5 separate regions of the Mus musculus genome follow, and regions 1, 3, 4 and 5 are each linked to region 2. The links are chromatin contacts, called in public HiChIP or PLAC-seq and promoter capture Hi-C maps. All regions are on one chromosome and are shown on one strand. The core of a region is the stretch at or near the end of the contact, and the rest is flanking DNA. Distances in the headings are between cores, read along the strand shown.

Region 1 (3,154 bases), core at 93-2,592, 740 kb before region 2:
TCTCCAGTCTGGCCAAGAGCCCCTCCCTACTCACCTCTTGAACTTGGCTCGCTGCTTGGGTGATGGCAAATGAGGGAGTCCCAGAGCCAAGGAGCCACTGTGGCTGGTGGGCACAGGGACTCTGCGCAGTGTGCCTGGGGCCTGTGCTGGTTGGGTCAGGCAGGGCTTAGGACTCCGTTTCTTCTTTTTGTCTTCCATTGGGTGGTGTGTTGGACCTCAGGTCTGGGAAGGAAGGGGGCAAAATCATCCCTTCACTCAGCACCCTCTTTCGTCTGAGAGGAAGGGTCTTCAGATGTATCTTTGTCCATCAGTCAGGAGCTCTGTCCTCTTGTCTGTACAGGGTCATATGCCAGCCTGCTGCTGGACTGTAGCTATGCATCTGAAGGACCTCCCAAGGCCAGCAAAGCCCTTTTCTTCCTGACAGCCCCATCTGCCTGCTGGAGAGGGCTGGCCCAGACCAGGGTCATCTTGCTGTTTTCCTGTCACTACAGCCCAGAGCCTGGGGCTGTAGAGGAAGATGCTCAGGAGACAGGGTGGATGTGACTAGGGGAGCAAGCTGAGGATCAGGAGGCCATTTGCTAGGCAACGGTCTGTATATGGCAGCGGATACTGACTAACTGCATGAGGTGCAACCAAGGTAAGGCAGGGACACCTGGAAATACCCTGGTGTCAATCATATGGACCAGGAATAGCCGGCTCATCACTGGCCTCTCTTCCACTTCACTTCAACTACACATGCCAGGGCTGCCCAGAAGTTCCCAGGACAGCTTCTAGTCTCTTCTTTTTCTAGTTAGAAAGTCTTTAGGGGCTAGACCTCCAACAATGTAACTCTGACTTGATTAGCTTAGCTTGACTCCCCTACAGCCCCATCACCTAGGTATCTGGTCTGCTGAGGTCCTCTCCAGGGGAGGTCTCAGCTCCCTCACTTTACTTCCGAGAGGGCGATGGTCAAATCGGAACATTAAGCGTTTAAGCTGGCATGGAACAGCTGGGTGGCATCAGTGGGGCTCGGGGGTGGGGTGGGGGGTGGTGGTGGTGGGAGACAGAACTCTTTTTCTCTCCATGTAGCAGCAGTGTGACCCAGTAAGAGACCTGATGGAAGCGGCAGCCAGAGCGACTGTGATCCGCCTGAGATGTGCCTAAGGAAAGATTCAGTTCTCAATTCGGGCTTCAAAAAACAAGCATCAGGTGCGGCACCCCGCCCCCATCCTCCTCACTCCCTTCTCGCCCCCTTGGGGTTCTACTGACCTGGAAGTTTGGGGTCTGGAGTGTGAAACAGTGCTTCTTTGCAATCTCCCTTCACCCTGCTTTCTCTCTCCTCAGGGGAACTGGAGCTGGAGGGAGCTAAGCTGGCTGGAGATGATTTGCATTTAAAGAGAAAGTAGCCCTCTTTGGATTCCCTGGGAGCGGAGCCGGAGGAGAGTACTTCCGTCGATTTAACAGTTCCCCTTCCCTACCTCCCACAAGAACTAAAGGAGCACTGTTAGTTACGGGATATGGATTTAAAATCATTTCCTTTTCTTGTCACGTTTGGAGGGGATCCCTTACAAAATGGTGGTGGCTTTGTTTGCAGCAGGGGTGGTAGGGAAATGATGGGGCTAAATGAATGTGTGGGCAGAGGCAATATATAAGTATACGGGAAAATGAGGGGCGGACACCAGAAGGAACAAAGACAATCAGTACCCAGCACCCTGTTAAGCCTTTTATGTACATTCAATCCTGAGACATAACTGTTATCCCGATTTTACGGAAAATAATCAATTGTCACTCATTCCTGGGCACGGTCGCTGTCCTGTGACATCCAGATACTCCTAGCCTGTAAGCGCTGAAGAACTGACAGGGCCTCTCCCCACCTCCGAACCAGAGCAAATAGGATCCCAAGCAGGCTGGCAGGAGGTGGGGCGTGAGAGCTCCGGAAGGAGGCTGGCCCAGAACTGTTGGCGGTTGTGCTGCTGGAGGAGGGAGGTCCCACCAATGAGGCTATTTGAAGATCTGGCAGAGGAGTCTGGTTCAGATCTCCAGAACAGCATCCGATGCCACAGGAGAGGGTGTCAGGCTGCCCAGCAGGCTCAAATTAAAGCGACCTAGGCAACAAAGCATCCATCTTCCCTTTTCCTTTAGCAACAACAGTAGGTTTCCCTGGCTGTGGGCACCCAGAGGTGTTGCTTCTGGGATCTTTTCCAGGTGCTGTTAACATGCAAACTGCTCTAGGAAGCAACTCTAATCCAAGACTTCTAAACAACCAAGAACCGGAGGGAGGGGAGCACGCTGGAAGGTCCCTTTCCTCTCAGAATTGCTGCTGGAGCAGGGTGCCAGCTTCGTTCATCAAAGTGACAGTGGGCCCAGGAGCACCCGGGGTTGCCACCTTCAGCTGCTTCCCTGAGGAGCCAGAAGCTTTTGCGGAGCCACTTGCGCTTGCAAGCTCCTGATGCGGAGGCAGGAAAGGAATCCTCTCCACCCCTACTGGAGGACTTTTAGAATCAATTTGTCTACCGCTTCTGGCTAGAAGGAATCAAGGGACAGCCCCTATAAAGCTGAGCAGTTCCATCTTTTCTGCCCAACCAACCCAGAGACCTGGTGCTGGCTGAGGCCACCTACAGTGTCCCTTAGAGGAAACCAGCTGAATTAGGGAACTACTAAGGCCGCGCGCATGCGCATTTCCCCAGGAGGGCGAGAGCACAGACCCAGTAGCTTCCTACCCCTTACTCAGCTGTGTGAACACCTTCCTTCAATAGGTCCTCAAGGCCCTCTGGGTCTGCTCTGAACTCCTAAGGAACACCTAAACACAAACCTCATCTCTCCCCTCACCCTCCTGGGCACCTGTCTCACTAGTCTGCTTCTGCCTTTGGGTTAAAGGCATGTTCTCCCACACTAGGTTCAACTGAGTATTGGATGAGGTCATGACTTGTCTGTCCTTCTCAGGACTTCTGCTTTAAAGCTTTGTTTCCTCTCAGTAGCTACGTTTTTTTTTAAAAATTACATGTATTATATGAGCACCAGTGCATGAGTGGCGGTGGGTGTCAAGCTGTATATATGGAGAACAAAAGGCAACTTGAAGGAGCAGATCCTCTCTAGCATCTGGGGAGCCACCCCTCCTCCTCACGCCCTTTTTGAGACAGGGTCTCACTACAGCAAACTGGAACACTACATGTGC
Region 2 (3,381 bases), core at 173-2,672:
AGTGTTGGGACTAAGAGCATCATCCAATCTATTCTGTCCAATTTACTCCCCTGCTATCTCAAGATACTGTTAAACCTGTCTTCAGTCACAGCTCCAGCTTGGTTCTCACTGGCATTGCTGATCAGAACTACTGTTCATGCTCCCGAAATGGTCTATTTACTCCCAGTAAACCTCTTATCTTTCTCCAATCTCATCACACCATTAAGCCTGAGGGATCAAGTCCTCTTTTGCACCACATTCTGGAGGAGAGAGAAAACTATCGCTGGCTTCCTATTAATTTTAAAGTAAAAGCTTCAACTTCCTGCAAATCTTCATGACTTCCAGGTTCATCCCATACCATATTCACTTTAAGCTAGCGCTCTCGCTCTCGCTCTCTCTCTCCCCCCACACCGGCTCTTTGTGTCTCCCTCATCTTTCCGACTGATAGAACCTGCTGTTCTGTGCAGAACGTTCTCCCTTCCTCTCTTCCCCTAATTAGAACCGTCCCATCAGATAGGAACCGCTCAGATGTCTTTTCCTTTAAAAAGCCTTCAAGTTTATATTAGTAACTCACAGCAAGAGGCATCGCTTGTTTAGGTAGTCTTCCGATCAAATGGTTTTTGTTTAACATCAAATTTGTTTAACACGTTTCCCACACTCTGGGGTAGAGGACCATATTTCTTCAGAATGACCCCCAAACGCACTGCACAATAAATATCATTTGGACCACTTTCGAGAAGACCTGGCACGCAAGCATGATTGTTCGATTTCTCAACTAAACTGTGCTTCGGAAGAACCATCTGATACTTTCCTCATCACTGGCTGTCTCGGGGACATAAATTAAAGCCCTTTTAAAAAGACGGCTAAATCAGTGACAACTAAGTCCGCCGCCTCAGCCAAGTCCGGCACTGAAGCCTGGAGGCCAGGACTCGGGCCAGCACAGAGCTAGACGCAGAATTGGCATCCTGCAGAGCAGCTGTCAAGGGATAGCCGTCTGAGGGTTCGAGTCCTGGAGCCAGAGATGCCAAAGCTCCGCTCCAGCCTACCAAGGGACTTCTCTTTCCGGCGACACCTCCTGCCACCCCATGCTGCTAAGGCTGATAGCTGAAAAGGGCAGGCTCAGGCCTATCACCACCTCGCACCTTCCAGATTGGAACAGCCACCCGCCTGATTCCCCACACACTCACTCCGCGTCCGCGCCTAGCAGGACAGCCGCTTCATAGCTAGGAACGCCAAACCTGCTCCGCTCGTTCTCACCCACGATGCACTGCGCGCCCGAGGGGGCGGGGGAGAACGCCAGCTCCGCGACCCAATCCCAGAGTCGCCTTCTCGTGACGTCATCAGAATGGGACCAATCACAAGAGTGTATTCAGAGGGCTTTCCAGAAGGAAATGTTAGAAGCCAATTGGTTGCTCCTCTCCGGAAGTTCTGGAGGAAGAACTCAGTTGGAACCAATTGCGCGGCGCCTCCGGTCGGCGGCGCGGTTAGTGGCGGCGCCGAGGAGAGTGGCTGCCGCCATGATCGAGCAGCAGAAGCGTAAGGGCCCGGAGCTACCCCTGGTTCCCGTCAAGCGGCCGCGACATGAGTTGCTGTTGGGAGCGGCAGGAGCCGGCCCCGGAGCGGGGCCGCAGCAGGCGACTCCAGGGGCATTGCTGCAGGCGGTAAGTGGGGAGTCATCCCGCCTTTGGCCCTCCGCCCCTCTTCCTACGGATGATGTCGCCTCTGAGGGAACGGAAAGACAGTGAGCCTGAAGTTAAAATAGGCTTCTGTGAAGGTGCCTGGTGTTCTCTGTGTGGTTCATACGTGTTTCCCTAGTAGACGCCTGTTTTCAGCCCTTCAGTGGCATTGAATCATTTAAAACCTTGGCCTCAAAATCAAGACCCAAGCTTCCGCATCCTAAATCTTCAGGGGTTTAGCATAAAAGAAACATTCAGGAAAGTTTGCAGAGTGGACGAATGAATGAGAGGGGAGGCAATGGAAATGAATGATAGCTCGCTTTACTACCTGGTAGAACTTTTTTCTTTCTCTGCATTTATAATTGTAATTAACACTCGTTGGATGTTATCTTGGATGTTTTGCGTGTGAAATTTCCATTAACCATGGTACCTGACTGAAAGAAGCTGTTACTTTGCAAATGGGGAAGGCAAACTTTTTTGTATCCAGAAGATCCATGGCTCCAAGCCAGTGTAGGCTATTTATTATGGCAAAGTCCTGTTGAAAGAGAGAAGAGAAGAGATCTGTGTAACTATGATCTTTTTTTTTACCTTCTTGTTAAAACTGTTTTTATGTCATCTGACATCACTGCAGGTAGAGCTTAATTTAGTATTCCTGGTTTTTGTCTTTGAACCAAGGATTGGTTATTAATCCAGTAGCCAGGGGAATCATGGAAATATTAAGTCACATGGTATACTCTGCTGAAAACATTATGTTGGCTTTCTATTGTGCGTTTTTTTAAAAATCAAATTCTCTGTAATAATCCCCTCCTTACCTTGTTCATCTACCAGTTTTCTGGCATGTCACTTGGCTCAAGACACCGACTTATAATGTTCTTTCTTTCCTTGGTGCTTTTGCTGGAATGTTCTTTTAAATGCCCACATGGTCAGCTGTTTGCTCTTTCAAATCTTTGCTCAGACACCAGGTTTTCAGAGGGGCTTTCCTGACCACTGTGTTTCAAGTTGGAGTGTCCTGTAATCTGGAACCCATACTGTTTCTTCCCATGGCACTCAGCACTGGGTGGCTCTGTGTGCCTTTCTCTCACTTTCCACTAGAATGCAAGGTCTACTGTTTTACTGAGTGCTGTTTTAGGCGTGTGTGTGTGAGTGTGTGTGTGTGTGTGAGTGTGAGTGTGTGTGTGTGTGTTTCATATGTGGGGAGGGGGAACTCAGTGGCCAGAAAAGAATGTTGGATCCTCTGACCCTAAAGTTACAGCCCTTGAAAGCTGCCCATTGTGGATGCTGGGAACTGGACTTGGGTCCTTTAGAAGAGCAGTAAGTGCTCTTAACCACTGAGCCATCTCTTTAGCCAACATGTGACACTTTTTGAATAAAAATGTTGGATGAGTATGATCTTGGTACATTATTTGCATTTATGGATATATCAAAATGAAACCCATTGCTTATAGATAGTACATGATAATAAAAATAAGTAAGTCTGCCGGAATCTGCTAAAGAGATTTCAGGATTATTGGTAGTACACTTGTTCTTATTTAATGAGTAAGATTGCCTAGGTTTATTCTCCAAGATCATAATCAAATCTACTTTGCTAAGCCTGGCACAGTGATACACACTTGTTCTTAGGAGGACTGAAAATTTTAAGACCTTCCTGGGCTACATATTAAGACCCTGCTCATTCCCCCAAAATCTATTTTGCGTAATAAGCTGTACCATACAAGGTTTTTCAAAG
Region 3 (3,083 bases), core at 300-2,799, 640 kb before region 2:
TGAGTTTTCACTCAGCCGGTAGCCACTTTCACTTCAAGAGCTCAGATTCCAGTCGTGTGCCTACGTGCTAGATTTCATGCTCTTTAGTTCAGTCTTTTCCCCAGCAAAATAGAAATGCAGTTTTGCCAAATACATACAGAAACTCTTGTAGTGTGCCTCACTGATGGAGGGGAGCACTGACACAAGGGTGGAGCACCATAATGTTGCTATGGCAATAGTGCAGTTCTATTCAGCTAAAAGTAGTAAAAATTATTTGGAGGAGGGCCGGTGTGGTGTCAGGAGGTGACTGGCTATATTACCCACGAGTTAAGCTTACTTTCTTATGAAAGGACAACTGGATTCCTTTTTTTTTCTTTTAAAAGATTTATTTATTATTATATCTAAGCACACTATAGCTGTCTCAGACACATCAGAAGAGAGCGTCAGATCTCATTAGGGATGGTTGTGAGCCACCATATGGTTGGGCTTTGAACCCAGGATCTTCGGAAGAGCAGTCTTAACCGCTAAGAACTCTTAACCACTGAGCCATCTCTGAAGCCCTTGGATGCCTTTTCTTAGCTCCCTCTGTAAAGCATCTTAAGAGGAACTGTTAGCAGCAAAGCCCCTTGGTAAGGAACTCAAGGGCACAGAGGACCTCTGCTTAAGAAGACTGCTCTTTCCCAGCACTCGGGAGGCAGAGGCAGGCAGATTTCTGAGTTCGAGGCCAGCCTTGTCTACAGAGTGAGTTCCAGGACAACCAGGGCTATACAGAGAAACCCAGTCTCGAAAAATCAAAAAGAAGAGGAGGAACAACAACAACAAAGCAAAACAAAATAAGACTGTTCTTGAGGCTGGAGAGATGGCTCAGCAATTAAGAGCACTGACTGTTCTTCCCAAGGTCCTAAGTTCAATTCCCAGCAACCACATGGTGGTCACTACCATCTGTAATGGGATCCAATGCCGCCTTCTGCTGTGTCTGAAGACAGCTACAGCGTACTCATATACATACATGTCTTCAAAAAAAAAAAGACTTCTTTACATATTCTGGCTGTTAACTCTTACCAATACGAGAAGGCTGTTCTCTCTGCATCACAGTGCTACAGAACATTGCACTCAGAGACCCATCAACACAAAGCCATATTTGGTTCCAAGGATATTTGAGCAATGTGTTTTCAAGCAAACCTCAGAGAAGGTTACCTTCCAAGCCTAACTGCTTTATGGGATTAGTAACTGAGCTAAGGACTGAGGATATAGCCGAGATGGTAGAGAACTTGTCTACTAGACAAGTCCTGAGTTCCATCTTTTAGGTACCACATAAAACCGGACATGGTAGCAAATGATGCAATGCCAGAATCAGAAAAATCAAGGTCACCATCAGCTCCATAATGCAGACCATCCTGAAGTATCAGACAAAATAAACGTGAAGTGTTTCCTAACTTGGAGGGAGCTTGGTGCTACTGTTCACGTGATTTAGCTGCTGCCTTAGTCAGGGTTTCTATTCCTGCACAAACATGACCAAGAAGCAAGTCTGGGAGGAAAGGGTTTATTCAGCTCACACTTCCCACATTGCTGTTCATCACCAAAGGAAGTCAGGACTGGAACTCAAGCAGCTGAGAAAGCAGGAGCTGATGCAGCGACCACAGAGGAATATTTCTTACTGGCTTGCTTCCCCTGGCTTGCTCAGCCTGCTGTCTTCTAGAACCCAAGACTACCAGCCCAGGGATGGCACCAACCAAAAGGGGCCCTCCCCCTTTGATCACTAATTGAGAAAATGCCTTACAGCTGGGTCTCATGGAGGCACTTTCCCAAAGCTCCTTTCTCTGTGGTAATACCAGCCTGTGTTAATTGACACACAAAACCAGTCAGTACAGCCCCAGTCCTGAAAACCTGATTTAATTCAACAGGTACTGTTTCCCCTACTTGTCGGCTCTACTAAGCTGCTTTCAGCTGGCATTTTCTTTGCAACAGTATTATTTTCAGAGAGTTCCAATTTTTTTCTTTTTATTGAGGAAGGGGGAAAGAGAATAGAGCTTTAAAAAAAAAGTTCTTAATATCTATCAACATTGGGCTGGAGAGATGGCTCAGCAGTTAAGAGCACTGACTGCTCTTCCAGAGGTCCTGAGTTCCAATCCCAGCAACCAGATGGTGGCTCACAACCATCTGTAATGAGATCTGACTCCCTCTTCTGGTGTGTCTGAAGACATAGTGTATTTATATATAATAAGTAAATAAATCTTTAAAAAAAAATTCTACCAACATGGCCAAGGGTATCAGTAGCAAAAGGCCCACCACCAGCTGAGTTAGGCATGCATTACCTAACAGAAACCAGTCAGCGAGACATGGGAAGTGTACCATTGTGGCACTGCAAGACCTAATCTCCAGGACACACAAACCATAGGATTTGAGAGCAGAACCCCAAAGTGACATCGACCACCTCAGCAGTCTTCTAATGGAATCTCCTCAGAGAAGTGATCGCCTGACTCCCAAGACTCCATCAGCCAATATTTTCCCAGACACTTAACTGCACATTTACCCCACCATAAACATAGAAACGCACCGTAGGCTTCGTAAGAATCTTGGAGCTCCCCATGTCCATAGTCATAATACTCTGACTCCCTGAAAATACAAAAACAAAACAGTAAAGGCTTTTTTTGTTACCATTCTTTCAATAGTCCACATCTCGGACAGTTTATTATCTATAAAATAGGGATAAATATATATTCTGCTCCATTCCTAACCCCAATAGTTAAAAAATGTATAAATCATGTATTTACCAAAAAGCCTAATTAAGTATAGCAAGGGGGGAAAACAATAAACATGTATCATACAATTTAATGTGGAAAAATAACAACCTAAATTGTGATTCTTAAAATATGATCATGTATGTAAAATTCATACAGCTCATCAGAGGAGAAGAGGAAAAGGTCGTTTTGTCCCTATCACAAATGTCTGAGATTCTTTTCCAAGCAATCATAGGCAAGACACATATATACACAAAATCAAAGCTGTATTTTAAGACAAAACAAAACAAAAAAACAAAACCTAGGTTAAGCTTCTACCTCATCTCCCGTGTGGGTGAGGTGGGTGGTGATCTGATTTGTCAG
Region 4 (3,314 bases), core at 638-3,137, 660 kb before region 2:
CTCTCCAGCCTCCCAACCCTTCTTTTTCATTTTTTGGTTTTTTTGAGACAGGGTTTCTCTGTGTAGCCCTGGCTCTCCTGGAACTCACTCTGTAGTCTTGGCTGGCCTTGAACTCAGAGATCTGCTTGCCTCTGGATGCCAAGTGCTGAGGCTAAAGATGTGAGCCACCACTGCCCAGTCAATGTCTTTTCCTTTGTGCTCTTTGCTTACCAAGGTTCTTTCTGAATTCAGAGCTCACTATTTCACTAACTGATTGGCCTCAGGGTTCCAGCTTTGCCTCCCCGGTACTGGGACTGATTACAGGTGGGTTATTGCACCTGCCAGGCTTCTACCTTTTTTTCCCACAATTCACTCTCTGAGATTATCTTTTGTTTTGTTTTGTTTTGTTTTGTTTTGTTTTAAGATAGGGATTCTCTGTGTAACCCTGGCTGTCCTGGAACTCACTCTGTAGACCAGGCTGGCCTCGAACTCAGAAATCTGCCTGCCTCTGCCTCCTGAGTGCTGGGATTAAAGAAGTGCGCCACCACGCCAGGCGTGAATTCACATTTTAAGCGACTAAGTAGCACAGAATAGCCTCAAACTCACAACCCACCTGCCTCAGTCTCCCAAATGCTAGGATGACAGGATGACAGGCATGTGCTACCAGACTGTTATTTTTACTGCCAGTTCCCTTAATCCGGTTCACTGGACCAGTTTGGTAAGATTTTCAGAGCCTGAGTCCTGAGCTGCTCAGCGCTGGTATTTGCTGGATTTTATCTGGATCTGAGTCTCCAGACGCTACAATCTGGTCAGGTTTGAGACAAGTTTTCCCTCCAGGGCCCTGAGATCTAACTCAATGACCCACGGCCTGGCCTTAACGTCAGAATGGCCTTAGAAAGAGCGCTGTGGTTGGGAATCTCAAACTTAAGATTTTACAAAACTATATTCCCTAAGCTTAGTAGTCTAGCCTAAGATCCTAGGCAGCATCCTGCACTTAGCTCCCAAACCCTTAATCGAAGTTATAACTTCCTCAACTTCCTCACAGCAACACAGTAGCCTCCATTCATACACACGGTGCCCAAGCTTTCCTATCTCTGAAGGTTTTCTGACAGCTCTTCACAATATGCATGTCCAGAAAGCTGACTTCAAGCCCCAAACCGGAAGCTTTGTTCACACGCTGTTATATTTGGTTTGGTTTAGAACCCCCCCCCCCAACACACACCCTCAGCCCAGGAACTCTGCCCACACCCACTATCTTTTAGAAGCTCGGCACCCACATAAAGCCCCTAGCCCAGAAACCCCGCCCACACACAACTGTCAACCCCAAGACCCCGCCCACAAGCCGGGCAATGCTCTCTAGGACTGGAAGCTTGAATCGGAATGGACTCCCTTGGTGGGCTAGGTGTCCCTGCGGCCCCACCGCTCTCAGTGTAAACCCCTATAGTCCAGAAAATTCTCTCCCCCACCGGCAATCACAAAAGGCGAACCCTAAGCTCTCAGCCCCTCCCACCAGAGTGCCCGGCCCCCATCTGCAGACAGGAGAATTGTGTGCCCCAAAGAAAGCCTGAGCCCCTCCGAGCCCCTCTCCCTTTTGGAAGCTCCGCCTACCAAGCGGTGACCCGCCCCCTCAGGACCGGAGGGGCGGGGTCCCGCCTGCGCCGCGTCCCTTCCCCTCCCCCTCCCCCTGCCCGCGACTCCGGTCCGCGTGGGGAGGCAGTTCGCAGCCAGGCTCCCCGCTATCCCGCGACCCCCGAACGAGCCCAGCCAGCTCTGCTCACCCATCTCCTTCCCCCGGCGCTCTCCGCTCACCGCCGCAGCTCCTGCGGGCAATATGTCGGAGGCGACGGCGGCCGAGAGAGGACTAACCGCCGCAGCCCGGGCCGGGTATCAGCCGCACGCTCCCTCCGGCTGCTCAATTTGCATGCTAGGCGGGCTGGGAGTCGGGAGCGCGCTTCTTAAAGGGGCCGTTTGGACAAAAGCTGTGCTAACGCTCTTTGTCTTGCCTTTCCCCACGCCTTTCCCGCAGCTGCTGCTCAAGAGATTCTGGAGCGGGCGAACCCACCTCCCGTGTTTCTTCACCCTGTTCTGACTTAGAGGAGGACACCAGAGCGGCCTTTTGCCTCTAGTGAAGTCCTGTTTTTGTACAACACAGTCACCTCATACTCAGCGAGTCCCAAACTGGGCTTTCAGAACTCTTAGGCTTTAGTGTGCTTTGGCCCACCCCAGTCAAAATCTACGAGTCACTTCCCCTTTCCTCCAAAACTCTATATCCAATTTTTGGCCTCATCTTGATGACCCTAAACTCTATCCATTTCTCATGTTTGATTCTCATGTTCTCCACTGTTGATTTCACTGCCACCACCTTAGCTAAGAACCTGTGCCTGCCATTTTCAAATTTCGAAATAGTGTTAATGGGTATTAATAATAACCGCCTATTAGGGTTCTTAACATTTTAGAATTTGGTGTGCCGGAGAGAGGGAGGGATGCGCAGAGCAGTGGACTTGGGAAGACAACTGGTAGTAGTACTGGTTCTTCTACCATGTAGCCTAACACGTAGGCTATCGGGCTTGGCTACAAGAACCTTTACTTGCTGAGATATCTCGCCAGCCCTTTGATTTTGGTTTTTAAGACAGAGCCTCTGGTAGCCTGGGCTGTCCTTGAATTTGCTATGGATTAGAGGATGTCCTTGAATTTCTGATCCTGCTTCATAGTGTCGGAATTATTACTCTCACTATGACAGATTTATTCAGGGATGGAAATCAAACCTAATGCAAGCACAAATTATCTTGTAGGCATGGAAGATTAAATGAGACAATCCATGTAGTACCTGTTTTAATCAGTGTTAGCCATCATGTTTGGCAAACACTTAACAGAGGAAGCAAGTAGCTACTGTTATTGTTAGTGTAATTTCTTCCCTTGCAAGACTAATAAGCAGTCTATGGGGGTGAGGGTAGGAGATTAAAATTAGGGCCTCATACAGGCTAGGCAAGTGTTCTATCATTCAGTTATATTCTCAGCCTCATAAGCAATCTTTATATTATTGTTAAGTTTTTTTTTAATTTTATGTGAGTACACTGTAGCTGTAAAGATGGTTGTGAGCCTTCAAGTGGTTGTTGGGAATTGAATTTTTAGGACCTGTGCTCGCACCAGTCAACCCCCCTCACTGGGGCCCAAAGATTTATTATTATATATAAGTACACTGTAGCTGACTTCAGACACACCAGGAGAGGGCGTCAGATCTCATTACAGGTGGTTGTGAGCCACATGTGGTTGCTAGGATTTGAACTCAAGACCTTCAGAAGAGCAGTAAGTGCTCTTACCCACTGAGCCATCAA
Region 5 (3,215 bases), core at 180-2,679, 530 kb after region 2:
CATGTGTGTGTATGTGTGTATATGTGTGTATGTGTGTATGTGTATGCATTCATGTGTATGTGTATATATGTGTGTTTGTATATATGTATGTGTGTGCATGTGTGTATGTGTGTATATGTGTGTATGTGTATGCATTCATGTGTGTGTGTATATATGTGTGTGTGTATATGTGTATGTGTGTGTATGTGTATGCATTCATGTGTGTGTGTATATATGTATGTGTGAGTGTGTATATGTGTGTGTGCACACATGCTCATCATTCTTCCCCTACCCGCTCCCAGGGACCAGAGCTGACCACAGCTCAGGTGATGTCACCCTCCAAGACACTTAGCCATTTATGATGGCTTTAGGAGCTTCTCAGAGAGATGGCCCATTACCTGGAGAGTTTCTTCAATCCACATATAAAGGAAGGGGTCCACAATGGTGGAATGTCCATCTGTGCAGGTGCGAGGAGGGGAGACGTGAAATGTTGGGGTGTGTGTGGGTCAGCTCCCGTGTGCCCAGTCAGCCAGCTGCTGGAATCCCCAAGGCTTTGCTCTCCATTAAAGGGCTGGCAGTCAGTGACTCTTAGCTTCACCTCTGTTCAGAGTCTCCATCCCGTTTTCCTTTCCAGGCGGGAGGAGAGAGCCAGGTCAGGGTGTCTCCTTCCCTAAGACCAGTTGAGTAAGCCCTGTGTGTGTTCTTAGTCCTGGATGGGAAAGCCGGGGTCTTCGGTACCTTTTCAGCCTCCTTCAAGGTGGGTCTGTGTTCTGTGGCCATGTTTTAGATGTAGAAATGGAGGAACCTTGTGACTTATTATTGTGCACCTCCAAACACCCAAAGTCACACGGCTCCTAATCCAAAAAGGGCCTAAGCCATATCTCAGCTGCCTCCAGGAAGGGCCGCAAGGACGCTCTAGAGTGTCCATTCTCCATGGACCCACTATGGGCTGACTTTGCCTGATAAGGACCCTGTCCTTAATCAATGGCCTTCAGCAGGTCTGTGAGCCATGACCACAGCTATGTCACGGTTTCTAAATATGCCCCGGAGGGGGCAGAGGCTTCGGGGCACCCACATTGAAGCTTGACATGCTCAGGAGGGATGCAGACGACCTTGGGTGCTTTATCGCCAACGCATGCCTCAGTTTCCCCATACCACAGCGGCATTGGGTACATGTGGGTGCCGTTGTCACCTTCTCAGTCTCTCTTTGCCTTCCTTCACATGGGCTTCCATCTGGGCTGAGCTCCCTGCAGGGTAGAGGAAAGGACAGATGTAGGCATGCATGCTGTGTCTCGTTTCAGCTGTGTCTGGGAGCCATCTATTCCCGGGGCCCCACTTCTGGAACAAGGGCTCCGGTTCTAAGCGCTTGCCTAGTTTGACAACCCACATTGCCAGGAAGAGTACTCTCGGGCACACCTTTTTAATCTTCTCTACCACAGTTTAAAAGCAGAGACCTGCTGCCCTCTGGTGGCCGTTCCTTGGTATTGCCTGGCCCCGGTGGCCAAATCCTCTCGCCTGGACAAATCCTGTTTTCTTTCCTTGCTTGGGGGAAGGTAGGTAGAAGTAAGCTCCTGAAAGCCTGCTATCGCTCCTGCGCCTTCCAAGCCAAGGCCCTGGTTGGGACTTCCTTTCTTGTTTGGTGGAAACCTTTGTTCCTCGGAACTCAGCATGGTCATCCCTGCGTGAGAGCCCACACTGATGGGTGTGATCTGCTCAGCTTCAATCTGTTCTGATATTGTCAACTTGACAGAATCTGGAATTGTCTGAGAGATGGACTTCTGGGTCTCTCCGTGTGGAGAGCTATCTTGATTATGTTAATTAATGAGGTAAGACACATCTTAATTATGATGGGACCACTGGAAGGGCAGGGGACCCTGAACTGTACAAGATGGAGACAGCAAGCTAAGCTCTGGCATCCGTTCTGTCTCTGTGGTGCGATGCTTCTTGACTGAGGATGCAATGTGGTGTCTTGCCTCCATGGGTTGTAAGCTGGAACTTCGAGCTAAATAACACCTTTGTCCCTCAGTTTACATTTGTCAGAGTATTTTTTATCATAGCAACAGGGAAAGTGTCTAGAGACACTGCCCTTCTACAGACGTCCAAAGCCAGGTGTGGTGGCTCATGCATTTAATCTCAGCCCTCAGGAGGCAGAGGCAGGCAGATCTCTGTGAGTTTGAGGCCAGCCTGGTTTACAAAGCTAGTCCAGGACTCCAAGACAGCCAGGGTTGCTTTCTGAAAAACCCTGTCTGGGAAAACAAAACCAACCAACCAAACAAACAAATGAAGGACTCCTAGGGTCTCTGGTTCCAAGGGAAAGTATATAACAGTTCTACTCGAAAGATCCTTTGTTTTCTTAGAAGACTGTTACTAGCCTGAGTTCAATACTTCCCCCACCCCCTTTGAGTCAGGGTCTCATGTAGTCCAGGCTGCCCTTAAACTCAATATGTAGCGTAGGTTAACCTCTTGCTTTCTTCTCCTGTGTGCTGTGGACACCATGCCCTGTGGATACCACTACATTGTGTTGGGGATTGGACACTGAGCTTGGTGTGCTGTGTGTCCTAATGGCTCTCTGTTCCTGTGGTGAAGCCTCTACCCAAAGCAGCATGGGCAAGAAAGGGTTTATTTGGTTTACAAGTCACCGTCCATCAGTCAGGGAAGCCAAGGCAGGAGCTCAAGGGAGGACCCTGGAGGCAGGAACTGAAGCACAGACCATGGAGGAGTGCAGCTCACTGGCTTGCTCTTCATGCATCACTCTGCCACTTTCCTTACGCACCGCCTAGGTGTGGTGCCGCCCACAGTGGGCTAGGTTCTCCTACATCTATCAACAATCAGGAAAATGCCTCCCAGACTTGCCTGCAGGCAATTTCTCAGTTGACGGTTCCCTTTCCCCTGGTGTGTAGGTCTGTGTCAGGCTGACAAAAAAATGTGACACTAGGTGGCACTCGTTCAACTGAGTCAGGGCCCTAGACCCCCAGGTCCTAAATAACAGGCTCTAGATTACCAGGGTCCCAGGTCCTCAGGCCCCCAGGTCTCCAGGTCCCCAGGTCCCCAGCCTACCAGGTCCCCAGGTCCCCAGGTCCCCAGGTCTCTAGGTCCCCAGGCTTCCAGTCCCAAGCCCCCCAGGTCCCCAGAACTGTTTTACTGATTTTTAGTTAAAAAATGTTAGTAACAAGATGTATAACCTGAGAATATCCATTTATCTGTCGTTCACGCATAGTTGAGCAGCATCCAGCACG

What was found. Promoter capture Hi-C pulls out the DNA fragments that hold promoters and counts their contacts. HiChIP or PLAC-seq counts read pairs in DNA pulled down with a chosen protein or histone mark.
Region 1: a contact with region 2 is called in a promoter capture Hi-C map of liver, with 3 times the contacts expected there. The contact joins the promoter of Ccdc28b here to the promoter of Snrnp40 in region 2. A contact is called at or near these places in 3 of 39 promoter capture datasets (cranial neural crest, liver and pre-B cells), 2 of 484 Hi-C or Micro-C datasets (both in embryonic stem cells) and 1 of 115 datasets of contacts at active chromatin or transcription factors (bone marrow-derived macrophages).
Region 3: an H3K4me3 HiChIP or PLAC-seq map of bone marrow-derived macrophages shows a contact between it and region 2, with 4 times the contacts expected there. The contact joins the enhancer-like site here to the promoter of Snrnp40 in region 2. A contact is called at or near these places in 3 of 39 promoter capture datasets (hippocampal neurons and liver), 1 of 484 Hi-C or Micro-C datasets (embryonic stem cells) and 3 of 115 datasets of contacts at active chromatin or transcription factors (bone marrow-derived macrophages, embryonic stem cells and stem cell-derived neural progenitor cells).
Region 4: a promoter capture Hi-C map of pre-B cells shows a contact between it and region 2, with 2.2 times the contacts expected there. The contact joins the promoter of Tmem39b here to the promoter of Snrnp40 in region 2. A contact is called at or near these places in 4 of 39 promoter capture datasets (the 3T3-L1 cell line, hippocampal neurons, liver and 1 more) and 3 of 115 datasets of contacts at active chromatin or transcription factors (bone marrow-derived macrophages, embryonic stem cells and microglia).
Region 5: a contact with region 2 is called in a promoter capture Hi-C map of hippocampal neurons, with 4 times the contacts expected there. The contact joins the enhancer-like site here to the promoter of Snrnp40 in region 2. A contact is called at or near these places in 5 of 39 promoter capture datasets (cranial neural crest, hippocampal neurons, liver and 1 more), 3 of 484 Hi-C or Micro-C datasets (CD8 T cells, embryonic stem cells and regulatory T cells), 5 of 115 datasets of contacts at active chromatin or transcription factors (embryonic basal ganglia, embryonic midbrain, embryonic stem cells and 1 more) and 1 of 9 other capture datasets (adipose tissue).

The regions. Positions count from the first base shown.
Region 1 is chr4:129,622,566-129,625,719 of GRCm38.p6, forward strand. Ccdc28b (coiled coil domain containing 28B) reads right to left here and starts at 1,343. Exons shown (of 6, transcript NM_025455.2): 1 at 1,249-1,343; 2 at 35-222. The coding sequence starts at 198. It overlaps Gm34305 (a long non-coding RNA gene), which reads left to right and starts at 221. Exons shown (of 4, transcript XR_376684.4): 1 at 221-637; 2 at 1,069-1,188; 3 at 1,324-3,154.
Region 2 is chr4:130,358,710-130,362,090 of GRCm38.p6, forward strand. Snrnp40 (small nuclear ribonucleoprotein 40 (U5)) reads left to right here and starts at 1,423. Exons shown (of 10, transcript NM_025645.2): 1 at 1,423-1,640. The coding sequence starts at 1,497. Zcchc17 (zinc finger, CCHC domain containing 17) reads right to left here and starts at 1,283. Exons shown (of 8, transcript NM_153160.5): 1 at 1,167-1,283.
Region 3 is chr4:129,716,547-129,719,629 of GRCm38.p6, forward strand. Khdrbs1 (KH domain containing, RNA binding, signal transduction associated 1) reads right to left here. Exons shown (of 9, transcript NM_011317.4): 8 at 2,537-2,595. Among named protein-coding and RNA genes, the nearest start is that of Tmem39b, 21 kb to the left of the region's middle. Within about 2 kb of position 1,550, at least 3 of the 459 cell types and tissues checked have an H3K27ac peak or open chromatin away from gene starts, as enhancers often do. A contact at or near this core is called in bone marrow-derived macrophages, where this site is marked.
Region 4 is chr4:129,694,958-129,698,271 of GRCm38.p6, forward strand. Tmem39b (transmembrane protein 39b) reads right to left here and starts at 1,888. Exons shown (of 9, transcript NM_199305.2): 1 at 1,758-1,888. The coding sequence starts at 1,761.
Region 5 is chr4:130,890,987-130,894,201 of GRCm38.p6, forward strand. No RefSeq gene overlaps it. Among named protein-coding and RNA genes, the nearest start is that of Laptm5, 21 kb to the right of the region's middle. Within about 2 kb of position 1,430, at least 4 of the 459 cell types and tissues checked have an H3K27ac peak or open chromatin away from gene starts, as enhancers often do. A contact at or near this core is called in hippocampal neurons, where this site is marked.